Linked DNA regions of Athene noctua: region 2 is linked to region 1. The links are chromatin contacts, called in public Hi-C maps. All regions are on one chromosome and are shown on one strand. Each heading gives the region's core, a stretch centred on a gene start, on an enhancer-like site or on the middle of the called end of the contact. The rest is flanking DNA. Distances are from core to core; before and after follow the strand shown. Region 1 holds the start of LGR6 (leucine rich repeat containing G protein-coupled receptor 6). Region 2 holds the start of KLHL12 (kelch like family member 12).

The links. Hi-C and Micro-C count contacts between places; a contact is called where the count stands out from the background.
Region 2: a Hi-C map of heart shows a contact between it and region 1, with 6 times the contacts expected there. The contact joins the promoter of KLHL12 here to the promoter of LGR6 in region 1. A contact is called at or near these places in 2 of 2 Hi-C or Micro-C datasets (heart and liver).

What each region holds. Positions count from the first base shown.
Region 1 is chr23:1,990,377-1,993,809 of bAthNoc1.hap1.1, reverse strand. LGR6 (leucine rich repeat containing G protein-coupled receptor 6) reads right to left here and starts at 1,949. Exons shown (of 18, transcript XM_074925442.1): 1 at 1,585-1,949. The coding sequence starts at 1,949.
Region 2 is chr23:2,162,721-2,166,153 of bAthNoc1.hap1.1, reverse strand. KLHL12 (kelch like family member 12) reads right to left here and starts at 1,759. Exons shown (of 12, transcript XM_074925715.1): 1 at 1,676-1,759; 2 at 1,231-1,428. The coding sequence starts at 1,759.

The sequences.
Region 1 (3,433 bases), core at 700-3,199:
GCAGAGGTGACGGGCTGCACATTCTCTGCAGAGTTGGGGCCATGGGTGCCCCACCTTACGATGTCTGCAAGGGCCCTGACAGGGCTGCTGCTTGTCCTCACAGTAGCACCAGTGCTGCAGCTCCGCAGCCTCCCACACTTAGAGCCCACATGTTTTTAACCACCTCCACCAAGACATGCTCAAGAGCTGCAGTGACTTTTCACTCATAGGCTGCAAACTTAGTCCCAGGGTGGGAGCAGAGGGGACAGCTCAATGCAGGACACACCTCATGTGACAAGTGCTCTGTGGTTCCCTCTCCTAGGGAAATGCAGCTTGCATGACACATTTCTCTCATTTTTCATGCCCTTCAGTAAAAATCGTCCTTTCCTGTCATACTTCTTTCTCAGTTGACCCAATACATCTCTGGCCATCCAACGGTTGGCACAAAACAGAGCAATTTGCTCCTCGGGCAAGCAGTACAAGCAGAGAAGCTCTTATCCAGCTGTGGCAGCTTCAACCTGGCTTTGCAAAACCCTTCCTGAAGTTAGGGTGCTTAGCTTTAACAGTTGAGTGACTTCATCTCAGGACATTCCAGGAACACCAGAAAACCAGCAACACAGTCTGTATGCCACCCCTGGACACAAGACCCCTCTCAGCACAATGACTGCAAAACAAATGGCCCCAGCACCGCCTGGGGGCTCCTAGTTCTTCTCAAAGATCGTGGCATACACAGCTTCCCTTGGTGGCACCTCAGCAGCATCCCTAGCTGGGAAAGCCAAAGTCCTTACCAGGCGTGCAGCTGAAGTTGGTGGGTTCATCACTTTCTGCAAATAAAGAGACCAAGCATCTTCCCCAGCACATGCCAGGGCCAACCTGTCTCCCTGAGAGAGGTGTTTCCTCTCCTGGACAAAACCTGATCCTTCCCCAGAGTCCCTTGCTCACCCTGGGGACATCCTCAGCCATCACTAGTCACCACTGAGACCATCGCTGGGGCAAGAAATGAACCCACCAGTCCTGCAGTAGTTTAACCCTTTGGGGTATTAATGCCAGAAAGGATGGGAAACATTCAGATAATTACGAATTTTTAAATTTTAAAAAACCAAACACCACAACCTACCAAAGTCCCCACACCTCTTATAAGACTTCAATATTCTTTTTAAAGAAGCAGCTTGGACACTGCTGGTGGCCAGCTCAACCTAAACCTCCGAAAGCCATGAGTAATCACAGCTATTGAAATGTTTGACAGAAGGATCCCAGAGCAGTTTGCACTAATTGCTCAGTATAAATACTCCATTATGTTCTCAGACAATCAGAATCTACCCAGCAAATCAGCTCCTCTGATCCACTGTAATCAAGAAGCAAAGCATGCATAACATCGCAATATAAACAGCATTTGCAGAGGGGCGCAGGGAGGAGGGGGAGCTGGCTCAGCTTGGCAGGTCCGGGAGTAATAGCTGCCTTTTTTGTTGTTGTTTTGTTTCTAATTTCCAGAGGAAATTTAATTTCAGGCAAATGTGGCACAAACTTCCAAGCTGGAGGAAAGCTGCCGCTGATAAAGGGGTCCAGAGAAAGTGTTGCAAAAGAAACAGCAAGGGCTGTACTTACAGGTAAGCTGTCAGAGGGCTCAGGTTGGCAGGGACCTCTGAAAGCCCCAGCTCGGAGCAATCCACCGAGAGCATGATGCCATCCTCTTCGCAGTGGCACTGGGGTGGGCACGAGGGCACAGCACCTTGCTCTGCAGGCACCGCCTGGAAGCGGGCAGAGGAGGCCAGAAGAATGCCCCAGAAGAAGAGCTTGTCCATCCTGGCTTTGGCTGCAGCCCTGAGGACTGTGCGAGGAGCCGCCGGCTGGCTCTGACCCCGGGGCTCAGCTGGATGGAGGGGAGCGATCCCGCTGCCTCGCACGCAGCGGGCAGGGTATCTCCTGCAGGTCGGAGTGTGGTAAGGATGCAGCCAGAGAAGGGAAGGCATTGTTGAATGATCTTGGTTATTGGGTTTCAAGGGCTGGGCAGGGGCGTGAGACACTCCAATGGGAGGAGTTAAACTTTCTACTCTTTCCCTCTCTCTCTCTTAGAGCTGGCAGGAATTTCATTCAAAGGGAAGAAAGGGGGAGAAAAAAAAAAAAAAAAAAAAAAAGAAAAGAAACCTCAACAAATAAAGACCTGTTCATAGCTCCGGGACCTGTGCTTGTTTTGTAACAATGTTTTTGTGAGATAGCAAGGCAGGGGAAGGCAAAGATAGCAGGGCAGAGGAGCATAAATAGGGAGGCAGGAGTACCCAACCAGCACTTCAAGCGCTCCAGACTTTGGGACGCTGAAATATAACCCCAGATAAAGGACTCCGTGTGTCTGCGCTGGCTGCTAAACCCAGCTGCAACTGGAAAGTCAGGGTGCAGCTGTGGACAGGGGAGTGAGGAGCTCACAAGGAGCTGTTTGCTGGGAGCAGCTGTGCCCAGGGCTGTAGGTCTGTCTGTCCCGCGGTCTGACCGCCCGCGCAAGCAGCCCCGTTCTGTCCCCACGCGTTGGGCAGGGGCTGGGTGGGAGATGCAGGGGGATGGAGCAGCAATGTCGTGGCACTGACCTCGACAGAATGCTCTCCAGGACAGAGGGACAGGGTGCTCTTGCAGCTGTGCTGCTTGCTACAGTTTTGCCCAGATCAAGGTTAGGGGCATGTGTGAGCTGTGTTTGCAGGAGCTGCACAGCATTGATGCCAGAAGCAGGTTTGCTCCAAGAGCTCTTTCTAACCTTGGGTAAAGTGGTCAGAGGTCATAGCAGAGGAATAGTCCCCTGAGTGGGGTCGTGAAGCCATGCATTTGGAGCCCCATCATGCTGAAGGGAGCAGGTCTGGCTTAGAAGGGGGGTACAGCTGTGCAGTCCAGCCCAGGGCCTTGAGGTGTCCTGAAACATGTGGGATGTGCATCAGAACAGGATTTCTTGCTGCTTGGGTGTCGAGGAGCTACCGAGTTCTGGGGCAGCAGAAGCACCTGCTGAGAAAAGGCTGCTGGATCAGCAATGGCAGAGCCTGCAAAGGCCAGCTCTGTGTGGCCTCTCTGCTCCTCCCTCCTGATGACAGCCACTGGCTGCTCAGGGTCACCATGATGTCCCTGGCTGGGGTGACTGATGTCCTCCTATGGCAGTGGGTTCAGTGACAGGGCCTGAGTCTGGCCCCACAGCTTGAACCATGCTGCGTCTCTCTCTAGGGCCAGGCATCTTGTTTGTAATGGGGACAGCAGCTGAACACGGGTCTCTCACTCTGAAGACAACTGACCACTGGGCTTTAGGTGTGTGTGTCCCTCCCTCCGCCTCCCCTCCAGCCACTGCTGGAGGGAGTGAATGGTGCAGAGAAAGAAGGGCCCAGTTTTGGGTGGCTGCAAAGTGCACCCACAAAGTTACCCCTCTGGCTGTGGTCATGCCATGGTAAGATGTTGCATGGCTGAAGCAGAGACTGGGAGATAA
Region 2 (3,433 bases), core at 510-3,009, 170 kb before region 1:
TTCATGAAGACATGGACAGAAAATATACTGGTATGTGGTCAGTCTACATGTCTTTTTTTGGTTGCTTTGCACAGGACTATAAAAACTAAGACACCTGCTCACCCAACACAGCACTAAAAGGAGGCACACAGACAGCTCTGCCAACGCTGTTCATTGCTGGATAAAACAAAGAAGAAAACTATTCTCTCCTGCAAGGACTACTGGGCTAGCAGGGAGGTCTTTAGGACCTTTGAGCTACTTAGTAATTTTTCTCCCTGCTTATGGGGAAGTTGCAAGGATAAGGAAGGCATCTTCTAGAAGAAGCCACAAAGATTGATTCAAACTTATAAAAGACAAAGCCAGGCAAAGCATCTTACATTTAACAACACGAATGAGTGCTAGCTTTAGCTCAAATATTACCTCTCAGTGATTCAGAAAAACAGCATGCAGGTACTGCGAGTGAATACAGCAAGTACTGTGAAAGCAAATGTCCTCACAGCCGAGACTCGCCAAGTAGAGTAACCAGGGGCTTATAGTCTCACCCCCAACCCCAGTGCTGGAGGCTACATCTTCTTCACGAGAGCAACAGCACAACCCAACACGTACCAGCTAATCAGGCAGTGCGAAACAGAGACCAGAACATGAGTGAAATACCCTCCATTTCAGTTTTAAAGGGCTGCCTTAATTCACCACCCGGTCTAAGGCACACACCACAGCTTGAACAGCCTTGCACTAGGGCTGGCACCCTTGGCAATAAAGATGCCCAGAAGCATGAAGACCATAAGACACAACTAGAAAAAAAAAAATTAAAAAATCAGTAGATATATCAGAGCCTTTCAGTTTGCTAGCTCAGCCTGGCAGCTCTCTGGTGCAGACGTTGGTCATGCAGCAGACAATGATTCAGGACCACGGTCCCAACTGCAGCCTCTAACTCCCACCATGCCACGATAAAGGGCTCTGGGGCCACCATGAGGAGACCAAGAATCACCGCGATGGGATCCAGGTCCACCAGAGAGGATTCAGAGGGCTCCAGGACCACCACGAGGGGATCCTGGGCCACCAAGAGGAGCTCCAGAGAGACCCTGGGCCACCATGGGGGGATCCCAAAGGCTCCAGGATCGCCACAAGGGGATCCAGGCCCAGCTGCTAAGCAGCTTGACAGAGAGCAGCCCAAGCATTGGGCAGCCCTGCCTCCTCCACCCGCGGAGCACCCAGGGCCGGCGGCAGCCCGCGCTCTCGGGGCACACCGACCTCGCTGGTGAACATGGCGCAGAAGTAGTCGCTGCAGGCGGCCAGGACGATGCGGTGGGCCGGGAAGTCCTTGTGCTCCACGCGGAGGGTGACGTCGCAGAGCGTGTTGCTCTTCCGCAGGGCGTTCATGGCGTTGAGGATGGACTTGGCGTGCGAGTTGGTCATGATGTCCTTGGGGGGGGCCATGGCGCCCGGCACCTGCGGGCACAGCCAGCACGGCCACATGTCACGGCCCGCCCGCCGCGCCGCCAGGGGGCGCCCTCTCGCCGCGCCGCGCCGCCCCTCCCTCTCTGTCTCCCTGCCCCGCCCGGGTCGCCCCCGCCCTGCGCCGCGCCGGCCGCCACAGGCCGCCCGCAGCCCCGCCACCCCTCCCCGCCCCGGCGCCGTTCCCCCCCCGCCGAAACGCGGCAGCGCCGCCCGCCCGGAGCGGCCCGGCCGCACTCACCGCCGCGGGGAGAGGTCCCGGCCCGCGCACCTCGCCTCCCCCCGCCCTTCCCTCTCCCCGCGCGGCGCGCTCTGATGGCGTCATTGCGCCGCGCGACCCCGCCCCTGGTGCCTCGCGGTTGCCGGGCAACGGGCTCCTGCCGCCGCCCCGGCCCGGCCCGGCCTGGGCCCCCCCCGGGCAGCGCCGGCCTCCGCCGCCTCACCGGGCCCGGGGCCCGGCTGAGCGCTCCCGCAGAGAAGCGGGAGGAAGCGGTGCGGAGGCTGAGCCCGGCGGGGCGGGTGCCCGGGCCCGCAGCGGCAGGAGCGGCTCGGGCTTGCTGAGGTCTGGGGAGGTTCGAGGGAACGGTGCCTTCTAGTTGACCCAGGGGATGGACCTGGGAGCACGGGCAGATCCCTCACACACTGCCGGACACGGGTCGTGCTCTGCCTTCCCATTTTTGTCACTCCTCGAGGGTGAACACCCTGGAATTGGCCCTGCCAGGGCTGCTGGAGACAAACAAGGAGCGAGGCCCCAGAAGACTTCTTTAAAATCCTAGGATTTTTAAACGAGCGCTATTTTTGAGCTCTTCCCACACACACACAACTCAACATCTCCGGCAGATCGCCTCCAGCTGACAACCCTGAGCTCATGGTGGCTGCCGCCTCCGCTCTCCCCCTGCCCTCAAGCTCATTTCCATGCTGCCGAGTGCCTGGAAATTAATTTTAAAACTTAAAGCTATACATATAGTCAGGTGGTTGGTATAGAGTCGCTGTTAGTGAGCTGACATAAATACTCAGTTAAAAGTAGAACAAATTCTGAGTTAAGAAATCTGTACACGGAGGTTAAGATACTATCCTGGCTGATCATTAATCATAAACTTCCTCCTCAAGAGAGGTAGGATCAGTCTGCTTTGAGACTGCGTGTGAAACGAGAGATTGGAGGATTTGTTAGACCTTAAGTTGTACTAATCTAGCAAGCAAGGGATTGGCAAAATCCAGCAGCTAGAGATGAGAAATCAGTGTTTAGCCAGAAGGGCAGTTAACCACTACCTTCAGAGCTGGCAGATGTTCTGCCATGTCGGATCTTTAAATCAGTATGCAGCATCTCTTTCTCTAGATCCAGTTCAAGCAGAAATTATCGTGCTGGAGGCAGGTACCAGTAAGTGAGACGCTATGTCAGACTATATCAGCATACAGTCCTCTTGGAGCTTAAAATCAAGAGGGATGTTTGAGCAGAGTGTCAGAACAGGCTGTCAGTCCATGAGAGATGCAGCCTGGACTAATGGAGATAAAAAGTCAGCATATGCCTGCACAGCGCTTACATTCATGCCATGTGCTCCTCATTTCCCAAGACACATCAAATCAGTCTCTGCATCCACCTCGTCTTGATTTTCCAAGGTTATATATGAAATCTCTAGACAGTGTTGAAGACCCGTTTAAAACCATGACTCTGTATTTTTTTCAAGATGTTCTTTTACATCTGGGGAAAACGAAGGTAGTCACAGTAAAAATTGCATATTGAAATTAAACTTTATGTCACAAAGGATGAAAAATACCACACAAAAATTAGTTTTATACTGTATGTTTATGAAATAGGTTTGCAGTCTTGATTTTTGAATGTTGACAGATATATTGAGTTGCTCTCCACGTTATATATATTCCATTATATATTCCATAATATTATATTTTTATAATTTCTCATATTTAATATATTATATTTATTAGAATATTATATACTATATATTTTATGTATTTTTATATAATGTATATATTTTGCATC